Regions from separate parts of the Zea mays genome. Here region 2 is linked to region 1. A link is a contact called in public Hi-C data. All regions are on one chromosome and are shown on one strand. The core of a region is the stretch at or near the end of the contact, and the rest is flanking DNA. Distances in the headings are between cores, read along the strand shown.

What was found. A called contact is a pair of places that touch in the nucleus more often than the background predicts.
Region 2: a contact with region 1 is called in a Hi-C map of ear, with 2.4 times the contacts expected there. The contact joins the enhancer-like site here to the promoter of LOC100282417 in region 1. A contact is called at or near these places in 4 of 25 Hi-C or Micro-C datasets (ear, endosperm and tassel).

The regions. Positions count from the first base shown.
Region 1 is chr9:35,150,449-35,156,588 of Zm-B73-REFERENCE-NAM-5.0, reverse strand. LOC100282417 reads left to right here and starts at 3,305. Exons shown (of 2, transcript NM_001155328.2): 1 at 3,305-3,416; 2 at 3,528-4,156. The coding sequence starts at 3,351. The coding sequence ends at 3,806.
Region 2 is chr9:35,297,361-35,302,872 of Zm-B73-REFERENCE-NAM-5.0, reverse strand. No RefSeq gene overlaps it. Among protein-coding and RNA genes, the nearest start is that of LOC103638238, 140 kb to the right of the region's middle. Within about 2 kb of position 3,217, at least 16 of the 20 cell types and tissues checked have an H3K27ac peak or open chromatin away from gene starts, as enhancers often do. A contact at or near this core is called in ear and tassel, where this site is marked.

The DNA of each region.
Region 1 (6,140 bases), core at 2,056-4,555:
ATCGACGGCGTGGGGAGGAGGGCGTTGATGGCGGCCTCATATCCCTGTCATCGTGGAGCAGAGGGGGAGGAGGGTGGGCGCGGCGTTGATGGCGGATTCTCGAATCTGCGCGTTTGGGAAACGTGGTGTGGTGGCGGAGCGGCAACAATGGAAGGGGATGGAGGAGGGCATTGATGGTGGAGCAGAGGGGTAGGAGATCGCACCTTCCATCGACGACGGCGTGGGGAGGAGGGTGGGGCGGATCCTCGACCATCTTCCGTTGATGGAGGAGGGTGTTGATGGCGGGGTAGGAGATCCTCAGCGCGCGAATGACGGGCGGTGTCCCCTGCACGCTTGGGAAATGTGGTGAGGTGGCGGAGCGGCCTCGAGTTCACCTTGTGACGGGTGGGCCCTGGCGTCCCCTCGACTCCTGGCAGAATCGTGCACCATATGTATTGTGGACGTCTACACTACTGTCTTATATAGTAGCAAAGATTAATACTATTATCTTCTCAATCACGCGATAAATTTTAAAAAAACGATAGTATAAAGAGTCTATAACGTGTAGTACTTTGTAGAGGCCCTTGAAATCAGAGAGGGCCCTGTGCCCCTGTGGTTGCCATGTGCGAGGCGCAGCATCGCAGCGGTGCTCACATGCGAATGCCGCTGAAGAGTACTCGTACTGGTAAAAGCTGAAGGCAATGGGTACCGGACCGGTACCGCCGGATCGGGGACGACGACGCCGACCGGTCACATGGAGAGGCAGGAGCAAGAGCTGCAACGTGTTGGAGCAGGTGCCTTCCGAGGATACGTTTACACCGGCGCCGCGCGTTGGGCTAGCGCGATCTGCCGCGGCGAAACGGGCTAGCATTGCGCAGGCGCAGTGTGCTCTGGTCCACAGTTTTGTCAATTCTACCATTCTAGCAATCTAGTAGCTTCTTGGAGCTTAGATCGAGCAGCGGAAAGCAAAGTACTGAAACAACGTCGAGGCGCCTGGCGTTGCCGAGCCACCATTGTTGCCTGCTGCAAGTTGAACACAAATTTCAGAGCTTTGCTCCAAACGTAAGCGACAGCCATGACGATATGCAGTACTACTGCTGTAGACCCTAGTGGCCTTGCCCCTTTGTTTCGTACTAGTACTACTCTACGACTCGAGCTACTTGAATTGCAATTTGCACCCTCCGGCGGCACTCTACTCTGTTTTGTTAGACTATCTCCTCTGTATCTGTCATTTACAGTTTTCTCTAAAAGATTCCATCTTCTATATCTACTTTCTCTCCAACAACATACTCTAAATCACGTCCTCTATATGTAAATACATATATTAAAGACATTTTTAATTTTTTAATTTTTATACATACGTATTTGTCATACTCTCAAATGTATTTTACATATTTTAGTTTTATTAAACCGGTTGTTTAAAATATTCAAATAAATAGAGAACCGTTTAGAGAAACTCTACAAATAGAGGATCCAGCAACGTTCTCTAAAATTAGAGAACCGTTTAGAGACGTTGCTGGAGGGAGTAGAGGACGTCCTCGTCCTCTAAATTTGGGGTACAGGACCCTTTAGAGGGTCTTGTTGGAGCCAGCCTTACATTGTTTTGTGCACCGTCTGTTCGTGGAATAGAGTTTTTGCCGTTTATAAAGTGAACTTTAAAATCTAAGTATAAGGCTATCCGTAACCGTTACCTTTAAATTTTTCCCCTATTTTTCTCCCTATTTTTTCATCTCCCGCAGCGGTTTCCCCTAAATACTCCCCCTATACTCCACTACAACTATAAAATATTATTTTTTTATATTAACTATCAATTTTTTATCTAATAACAATTACTCGTGGCCCCACAACACAGTGATGTAAGGGATGAATAGTGATCATCTAGATTGAGGGGGAGAGAGAAGAGGACCACGCGGTATAGGGCTCGGCATGGGGCAGCGCTGCGCGCGTGGAGGGCCCCCTGCAGACGTCATGCAAGGGAAGAGGAGCTGCTGGCGGCAACCGCTGCAGCCAGCCTAAGGATGTGCATACTGCTCGAGATAGCTAAACACAAACAAACAGTACTAGGCACTAGCTTTAGCAAGCAGACCGGATACAATAAATCAATAGCCTGCCGACCCCCTCCCGAGAACGGAGATCTAGGGTACCTACCGCATGTTTGCTGCCGGTTCTAGTAGAAAACGAAATAGGTGTCTGGCGGTCCCGGGGCCGGGCCATGTGCCCCTGGGAGCCCCGCGATCTACAAGGCGGCCTCATCGTGAAAAGAATCCAACCCATGCTGTACTATCATCCACTCGGGAGGAAGTATATTTTAATTCTGACTTGAGTACAAATATGAATGACATTAAATATTACTATAAAACATATATCTCAATTTTAGATTCAATTCAAATATCTACTTACATATATCTATTTCCTTATCGGTAGTTTTTTATAATATAATAAAATCACTACGGATGAAGAAACCTATAATATAATGTAAAAACTACCAAGGTAAATTTTTTAATTAATGTGTTAATAATTAAATATAGAAAGTATAATAAAATTATAGATACGAAATACAAAAATGAAATAAATCCTAGAAGCATATAAATAAAATTAAATACTAATTAATATGATGAGTCTTATTAATATTACTCAAACTTAAGATTTAAATACCATCGGTTATATTAAAACTAAATTTATTGAACATTTTAAATAATGATACATGCCGTATATTTTATGAATAACAGTTAATTAGTTACAATTATAAGATCTAGATGATTTTAGAACAATGTATATTTTGTAAGCATTGCTAATATTAATTTTTCCCTATTTTAGAGAATTATTATGTAAAAACAAATACAAATATGTCTATTTAACATCTATATCTAAATCAAATGCTAACCGCATCTGTCCCTAAATAAACTTAGATTTAATCTATACCAAATTCTACTACTTTTACAATATTTTTGTCTATATGCTACTTCAGTTTAAACAACCTGTCTGAAGGGAACGCTGAGCAAGTAAAGGTGGACATGAGCCCAACCACGCACGCAGGGGCGGCAGTAAAGCGGAGGTGCCAGCGTGCTGGCATGGCTCGGCAGCCTTTGCCCTGCGCACCCGCTGGCGCCGCACATGCCGGGCCATAACTGCCCTCACCTCCCACCGTCCTACCGTGCTACGGTGCCACCCACCCACACCACCGTCTCCAGTCATCCACTGCCTGCCGCTCCCCAGTCCCAAATATCTCCTCCTCCTTGCCTGCCTCGTCTGCCATATAAGCACGGCGGGGTGGAACCGGACGTCCCTCGCTCCCAAATATCTCTCCCCACCTCCCCTGAGCTTCTCCCGACCTTTGGTCAGGCAAAGGAGGCGGCCAACAAGGACGAGCGATGGTGACCAAGGTCATCTGCTTCCTGGTGCTCGCATCCGTGCTCCTCGCCGTCGCTTTTCCCGTGGTAAGATCGATGCGCTAGCGCTAGCCTCACTTTCCTCAACCTCAAGAGCTAAATCTAGGCATTCTGCATTCCTGTACGTACAACTAATCGGACGATTTGCTCCTCGATCAGTCTGCTCTGCGGCAGCAGGTGAAGAAGGGCGGCGGCGGTGAAGGCGGAGGCGGAGGCAGTGTTAGCGGAAGCGGAGGCGGCAACCTGAATCCCTGGGAGTGCTCGCCCAAGTGCGGGTCGCGGTGCTCCAAGACGCAGTACAGGAAGGCCTGCCTCACCTTATGCAACAAGTGCTGCGCCAAGTGCCTCTGCGTGCCACCGGGGTTCTACGGCAACAAGGGCGCCTGCCCCTGCTACAACAACTGGAAAACCAAGGAAGGAGGGCCCAAGTGCCCCTAGAAGATCCACCGCAGCTCCCGTCCGCCATTGTCCCCCCTTCTCCGAATCTGGAACGTGTTGTTCATCTTCGACCACCCCCTAGGCTTGGCATTTTATTACTAGTATAATGCTAGTGTCCGCCCGTTGCTTAATCTGGAATGCTACCAGCCAGATCTCCATGCTCTCCTGTGAGCCACTCGGCAGAGTGAGGATTACTAGGTAGGGTGGCATGTCATGTGCTCCACCCTCCACTGGTACGAGTCAATCAACTAAAGCTACCCCCGGATTGATGAGGAACATCCCGCGCGATTAGTGGGGCATGTCATTACATTCATCAGCTTCTATATATAAACTAGATAAACTTTTTATCATGTCACTGGCCCACTACCACTACGCCTCCAAGATAGAGGCTTTTAACTGTTTGCCTACCTTACGGAATCTTCTTAATCATGGGTTACTAACACATGAGTTACTCACATAGCAAATTATTTACCACCCGCCTCCTGAATAATGACAAATAGTTAATTTTTCGGGCATTGATTGGTATAAAGCCTTTGTTGTTGTGCGCATCCTAGAGCATAGGGTTGTGTTTACACCTTTTTAGGGCGTCAATCACTCAACACGAACCAGCGGCGGTGCTCTCTGCACAGGGGCGGACTGCACAGGGGCCGACGGTCCACGGCTAGAGGCTGGACGGTCCGCGGCCTTGCACGAGGCTAGGATTTTCTGCCTGACGGCCGGACGGTCCGCGCGTGTGCAGGGGCGGCGGAAGATCGCCGGCGGCGCCTGGATCTCGCTCCCGGGAGAGACCCCGTCGAGGAGGAGAGATCCTAAGAGTTGTCTAGGCTCGGGCAGGCCGACCTTGACTCCTCTAATCGACGTAGAGTCGAAGAGAAGCGGAGAATTTGGGGATCGAGAGGCTAAACTAGAACTACTCCTAATTGTACTGGAAATAAATGCGAAATAGAAGTGTTATTGATTCGATTGATGATTACAAATCGACCGTATACCTCTCTATTTATAGAGGAGGGGGACTGGACCCTTTACAAACTGATTTCCGAGCGAATCCCGCGAATCTAGTAAACAACCGTAGCACAAAACTCGGAACCCTAATCTGTTCTGCGCTTGCGCGGATCGTCCGGCCCATAGGCGCGAACCGTCCGGACCACGGACCATTCGGCCTCAGGGCCGGATCGTCCGGTGCTCAATTTAGTGCCCAACATATGCCCCCCTGCCTTTTGGTGGAGCTGAGCAAAATAAAAGCATTTTAACTCGATATGATTACATCGGTTTCCTTAAGCATCTTGCCACATACTAGGATGGTACTGCTGGAGAAAACACCTGTTCAAAGCCTTGGGTAAATCCTTGCCTTGTAATGTTTGTAGTAAATAGGTGTTACCAGACATTACCTGTTTTACTTTGTAAGGACCCTCCCAGCTTGGCGACCATTTCCCAAACTTCTGGTCTTTATTCCTTAGAGGCAGGATGATCTTCCACACCAGGTCTCCTATCTGAAATGATTTTGCTTTGACCTTCTTATTGTAGGCCCTGGCTACCATGATCTTGTCCTTTTCTATTGCTCCCAAAGCTATCACCATCTTGTCGGTCACCTCATCAATATTATCCATCATTGAATTATAATAATTAGGACAGTTAGATCATTTTGTCTGGCGAACCTGACAGCATTCAAACTTATTTCCACAGGCAACGCTGCTTCCTGCCCATAGACAAGCTCAAAAGGAGATACTTTAGTAGCACTATGTTTAGATATTCTATGAGCTCATAAAGCTTCGGACAAAATCTTATACCAATGCTTAGGATTATCGGATATCTTCTTTTTTATCAAGTTAATCAATGTCCTATTACTAGACTCGGCCTGTCCATTGGCCTGAGCATAATATGGAGATAAATTAAACAACTTAACTCTATAATTCAGCAAATTCACGTACCTCCTTTGACATAAAAGAAGTTCCTTGATCTGTAGTCAAGGTCTGGGGAATGCCGAATCTATGAATAATATGCTCAGTTATGAACTCAATTACCTCCTTGTGTGTCATGTTCTTCAAAGCAACGGCTTCAGTCCATTTGGTAAAGTAGTCAGTGACAACCAACACGAACCGATGCCCCTTTAACGATGAAGGATGAATTTCTCCAATAAAGTCTAATCCTCATCCTCTGAAAGGCCAAGGCTTGATGATAGGATGTAATTCGGCTGCAGGGACCAACTGTAGGTCGCCAAATTTTTGACACACTTGGCAACCCTTGTAGTACTTGAAACAATCAGCTATCATGTTAGGCTAATAAAAACCAGACCTTCGCAACAGCCACTTCATCTTTGGAGCCGATTGATGGGTA
Region 2 (5,512 bases), core at 1,968-4,467, 150 kb before region 1:
TGATCTATGTCTTATGGATGAGGTCATTCTTTCACTTACAACTTAGGCAGATGAATGAAAAGATGCACCATGTATATGGTATGAGATAAGCTCCAACCATTATGTAGTTTAGAATAACTGTGAAAAATGTTGGGTCTTCTCCTACCGAAGCTCCTCAAATTATAGAGTTACCAACTGTTTCGAAGTCTGTTTCATGTGCTTCAAAGAGATAACAAAATACAACTTCATTCAGAACCTTTGTTTGAACGGCGCGTACACAAAGCAAGGCTAAGAGTTTTGGCTCCACGGTTAAGGCGCTTATGAACATGTCAATGAAGAATAAGGGGAAGAGACGATGGTGCCCCTATAGGATCATATAGTCTCTATGTACAGTATCTTAGGACAAGTTTGTAATTGTAACACCCTGAATTTTGGGTATAAAAATTTCTTAACGCCCATGAAAATTCAGGTGTTACCTTCTTTTCTCCTTACCCTCTTCTCTCTTTTTTTCTCAAAGGAGTGGAGAATATTATTTTGGTTCCATGTAATAATAAAATCCTATAGGCACTACCGGAATCGCGTTCTTTGCCGAGTGTCTAAGACACTCGGCAAAGGCTATTTTACACTCGGCAAAGGCTTTGCCGAGTGTAACACTCGGCAAAGAACACTCGGCAAAGATTTTATCGGCAAAGGGTTCTTTGCCGAGTGCTTTTTTTCGGACACTCGGCAAAGACTTTGCCGAGTGCCAAAAAGCACTCGGCAAAGAAAAACACTCGACAAATTAAGAATCGAAAAAATTAAAAAAAACAGCAAAACATTTTTTAAATTATAGGAACAACTCTCCAACCCTACCCTATTACCTTACCCGTTGCTCTATCATTTTTCACTATTATTTTGAATCAAACTTATATGTTTTGTAAATGGTGAGATTCGAACTCGCAACCTCTCTCTCGCGCATACCCTCTTATACCACTACACTACTACACCAATTATGTTTATATTACGTTTCCATTCCCCATGTACTATAACAAATCGAGAGTAATTTGATTATTTAAGACGCTAAATGAGTTCATTTGAAAATGTGACCAACTATAAAGTTGCATAACTTTTTGAGATCTAAAAGTTTTATTTTAATAGTTTCTACATCCGAGACCGTTTATAAAATTTGAATTTTAAATTTAAAAACTTCACACGAAATTTTCAATGATAAGATGATTTCAAATCAAAAAATTGTCAACTACAAAGTTTCATTACATTTCAAGACCTACAACTTTTATTTTGGTGTTTTTTCCATCCGAGACAGTTTGAAAAATTCAAATTTTAAAATTCAAACATAGTTTTGCATACCAAGATGATTTCAAACTAAAACATTGTCAACTACAAAGTTTCATAACTCTTCAATACCTACAACTTTCATGTTGGTGGTTTTTCCTTTCGAAGTCGTTTTCAAAATTCAAATTTTAAATTTTTTAAATTCAGACGTAGTTTTCGTTGACAATATGACTTTAAATGAAAAAGTTGTCAACTATAAACTTCTATAACTTCTCAAGATCTACAAAGTTTATTTTGGTTGTTTGGTAATTTGTTTATCTCAGATGATGGTTCTAACAATATGCACAAATTCTATACGTCTCTCTCGTAGTTTCATAAACTACGAGAGATATAGGTTTTATGAACAAATTTATTTTTATTTTGTCATATGAAGAAATGTTCAATATATAAATTGTACATCATGATGAGTTATACAAATTTGTAGTTGAAAACTTTTTCATTTGAATTAATTTACTACTTTAAAATGTGATTTTTAAATTGTCTTTGCCTAGTGTTGGAGAAAAAACACTCGGCAAAGAGCTCTTTGCCGAGTGTTGTATTTGTGACACTCGGCAAAGAGTTCTTTGCCGAGTGTCAAAAAAAGACACTCGGCAAAGAAACTCTTTGCCGAGTGTCAAAAATAAAACACTCGGCAAAGAGCTTCTTCGCCGAGTGTTTTCTTTTACCGAGTGTTTTTTGTGTGGCACTCGGCAAAGAGCTCTTTGCCGAGTGCCCGAAATAAAACACTCGGCAAAGAATTTGGCACTCGGCAAAGAGCCAAATTCCGGTAGTGAGGAGTTATGAAATGTTGCATCATGCCGGAGCTCATATTTTATTTCTTTAGCTTGATGCATATGTTTGATGAACATTCATTTAATTTGTGAGTGCTCTCGAGTTCAAAATTAAATAAATGAAAATAAAAAGGATAAGGAAAAGAGAGAGAAATAAAAGAGGTAAAAGGAAAACCACCGAGCAGCCCAAGCCGGCCACTCGGCCCGCTCGCCGCTCCCCATGGCCTAGACCCGCAAGCCGCAGTGCCCCTGGCCCACGCCCTTCACCCCCGCGGCCTGCGCCGCATAGCCCCCACGCCAGCGAGCCATTGACAATTTTGCCATTATCATTTGGCATAATAACAGGCAGCCAAAATTGAGAGTGGCAAAATAGCAAATTTCTCCTTATAAATATGAGCCCTTGCACCCCGTTCACAAGTCCATGTAGACACCAGCAACCACCAAGAGATCAGAGAAAGAAGATAGAAAAGGGACGACGTCGACGACATGTCGACATCACGCTATGTCGCAGACTTGTCCTCGGGGTGCGGTTAGGTGTGGTCGCTGGTGCACGCCGCGCGTTTATAAGGTCTTCCTGTGCTGGTTGGGTGACTAGTGCAGCCAAGATCAATCGCCGGAGTTGAAGAAACAATGCCACCGTTGAAAATAAGGTCTGCTGCAGCTAGACATCGGAGCATGGGCGAGGTCGTTCACTGGTATGCACCGATGGCGGGAGCATAGTGCACTTGGACGGAGGGTGATCCAGCGTGGAGCACTTGCTCGACGGAGCATGCTTTTCACCGTCGAGCCGCGGAACACGTCAGCGGGGTACCCTGACATCCTGACTCCGGTAAGAAGGCCCTAGACCTACTTGCCTTAGTCTCAACAACGCGTAGCACGATTTAGATTCGAAGGTGGTTCAATGGGGAACTCATAGCCAACCCCCGGCTATGCATGGCACTGTCGTGGAAGGGGCGCCGCACCGCTGTGTATGGGGTAGACGATGAGAGAGAATAAAGGAGGTGAAGTCGTGATCGTTGATCTGGTATTGGATGTTTGAGATTAGAAATAGAAAATCGGTTTGGTCTGGTGTGATGTGAGCTATCGATCTAAGCCGTAGCCCGTAGGTCTAGGATCTGGCGGTCCCGGTCACGTGCCTGTTTATTAAGTGGGACGTTCTAATATGCGCCACTAGTTTTCGATCTGACGACGCAGATCAACCGATACCCCTTCGGCCTAAACATCTTGCAAAAGAAACCCCAAGTTCTCTTAAAAACAACCCACCGTCCATTTACTGATTAAAATAAATAAAAATAAACTGGGACTTTGCAAATTAAACCCTGGAAGTTATTTTTAGGTATAAATTTAATAACAAACTACCTAGAAACTTGTTTAATCCATATCTCATCCATTTTAACTCCGTTTTTATCCGTTCAAGTTACGTAATCTTCGTAATGAATTTGCCTACACTTTAATAACTTTATTTTATCATTTAGCCTATTTTCAAAAAATATAACTAATTTGTTTAAACCTATGTTCAGTAGAATAACTTTTGAAATCCATGTTAATATGTCATTTTGGTTTGATCTATCTATAATCTAACTAAAATATGATATCTAATCAAGTTATAGTTGGTATTAAGGTTAACTTAGTTATTTCTGTACCTTTCTCACATGAATTATATTAGTTAACATAGAATATATTTTTACTATTTAATCACCTAAGAACTTTATAAAACCATATGTTTTCAACCATAACACTGATTGTAGTGGTTCTCAAACCTATGATATCATAGCAGCGCGTAGAATATTCTTACACAGTTTGTTCATATGCTTTGGTGTAATGTTACCATATCCATTATATGCTACATTGTATGTATGGCTATGAGTACAAGCGAGGTGACAGGAATTTAACGCCCAACTTTGGAGAAGTACCTGGAATCGCAAGTAAAAGGCAAGTAGTGTCATTAATCACTTTCTTTACCTAATAATTATCTTTATAATCACCGTGACATAGTTAGGTTAAGCTAATGTGACCTAATAGGTTACTATCGGTGCTTTTGAGTAGGACGGTGTCGTGGATTGTAACTCGATGGTTCGTACCGGGGGCATGAGAGAGAGAGAGAGTCAAGCGATTTTCAGCAGGTTCGGGCCACTTGAGGAGCGTAATACCCTATTTCCTGGGGTGACTTTGTATGAGGGGGGTGTTTACAAGTGGTGTCTACCGAATGGTGAGGTGCTAATGAGATGAAAGTGACGGGGATCGCCCTAGGCCTTATTTACATGACCGTAGGGCGCTTCCCGCGTACATGCTGATCACACTCTTCTAGCTTATCTCCTAGCTAATAGCGACCAGACTTCGCTAATCCCGAAGAAAACCCGGCACCTCCGTTTCGAGCTATCCCCGGTGTTCGAGGATGTCTGGCGCGGGAAAAGCGAACAGCTTCAACGAGATCACGCCCAAGCCACGAGTAATCCGGGCGTGAGCCCATCGCCTTCCTGGGGTCGGCCAATTTCCACCATTATCTTTGCCCGGCCCACGACGCGGCGTTCTTGCGGGGCGACTAGCATGTGGCCCCAAGCGGAGTTTTTGCCTTCAAGTGGACCCGGGGGATATCTATCCCCCACAAGCCACCAATCTTTCAGTTGATTTTGAAATAATCGATTCAAAGGTTCATGGTCCTTGCTTATGGGCTCATCGTATGACTTGAAATGTTTGTAACTCCATGGGGTGCACCTTAGGTGCACCCATTGGGTGTAGCTCCCGAGCTTTGAGTTGATTTTGAAATAATCAATTCAAAGGTCTTCATCTTATGCTTTTGAGATCAGCACTTGGCTCCAAAGTATTGTGAATCCGTTGGGTGCACCGAAGGTGCACCCAGTGGGTGTAGCCCCCAAGCTTTGAGTTGATTTTGAAATAATCAATTCAAAGGTCTTCTTCTTATGCTTTTGAAATCAGCACTTGGTTCCAAAGTATTGTGAATCCATTGGGTGCACCGGAGGTGCACCCAATGGGTGTAGCCCCCGAGTTTGGAGTTGATTTTTGAAATAATTAATTCAAAGGTCTTCATCTTATTCTTTTGAAATGATTTTTTGGGATAACCCAGTGACGACGTCTGTCCGTTTCTTGTTTGGTCTGGAATCAATTTGATCGGTGACAAGTTGGGGATCCAGCTAGTCAAAACAGGGAGCCCTAGGCTAGACACCACTCGGCTGCGTACTTTAATGCCTCTGCTGATTGGACTTGTGCTTTGGTAACCACATTTGGACTTCCTCCCATTTTAGCCGGTCTTCCCCTTTGTCGCGGTATATTCATTGCGTATATGTTGCCAGTATCATCGCTTCAGAAAATCTTGAAGAATCTTGGCGGTACACCCAATGGGTGTGCCCAAAGGGTGTGTGCCCAGTAAAAGGTGTCTATCGCGTTGTCCCAAAGTAGTAACTTGACATGAT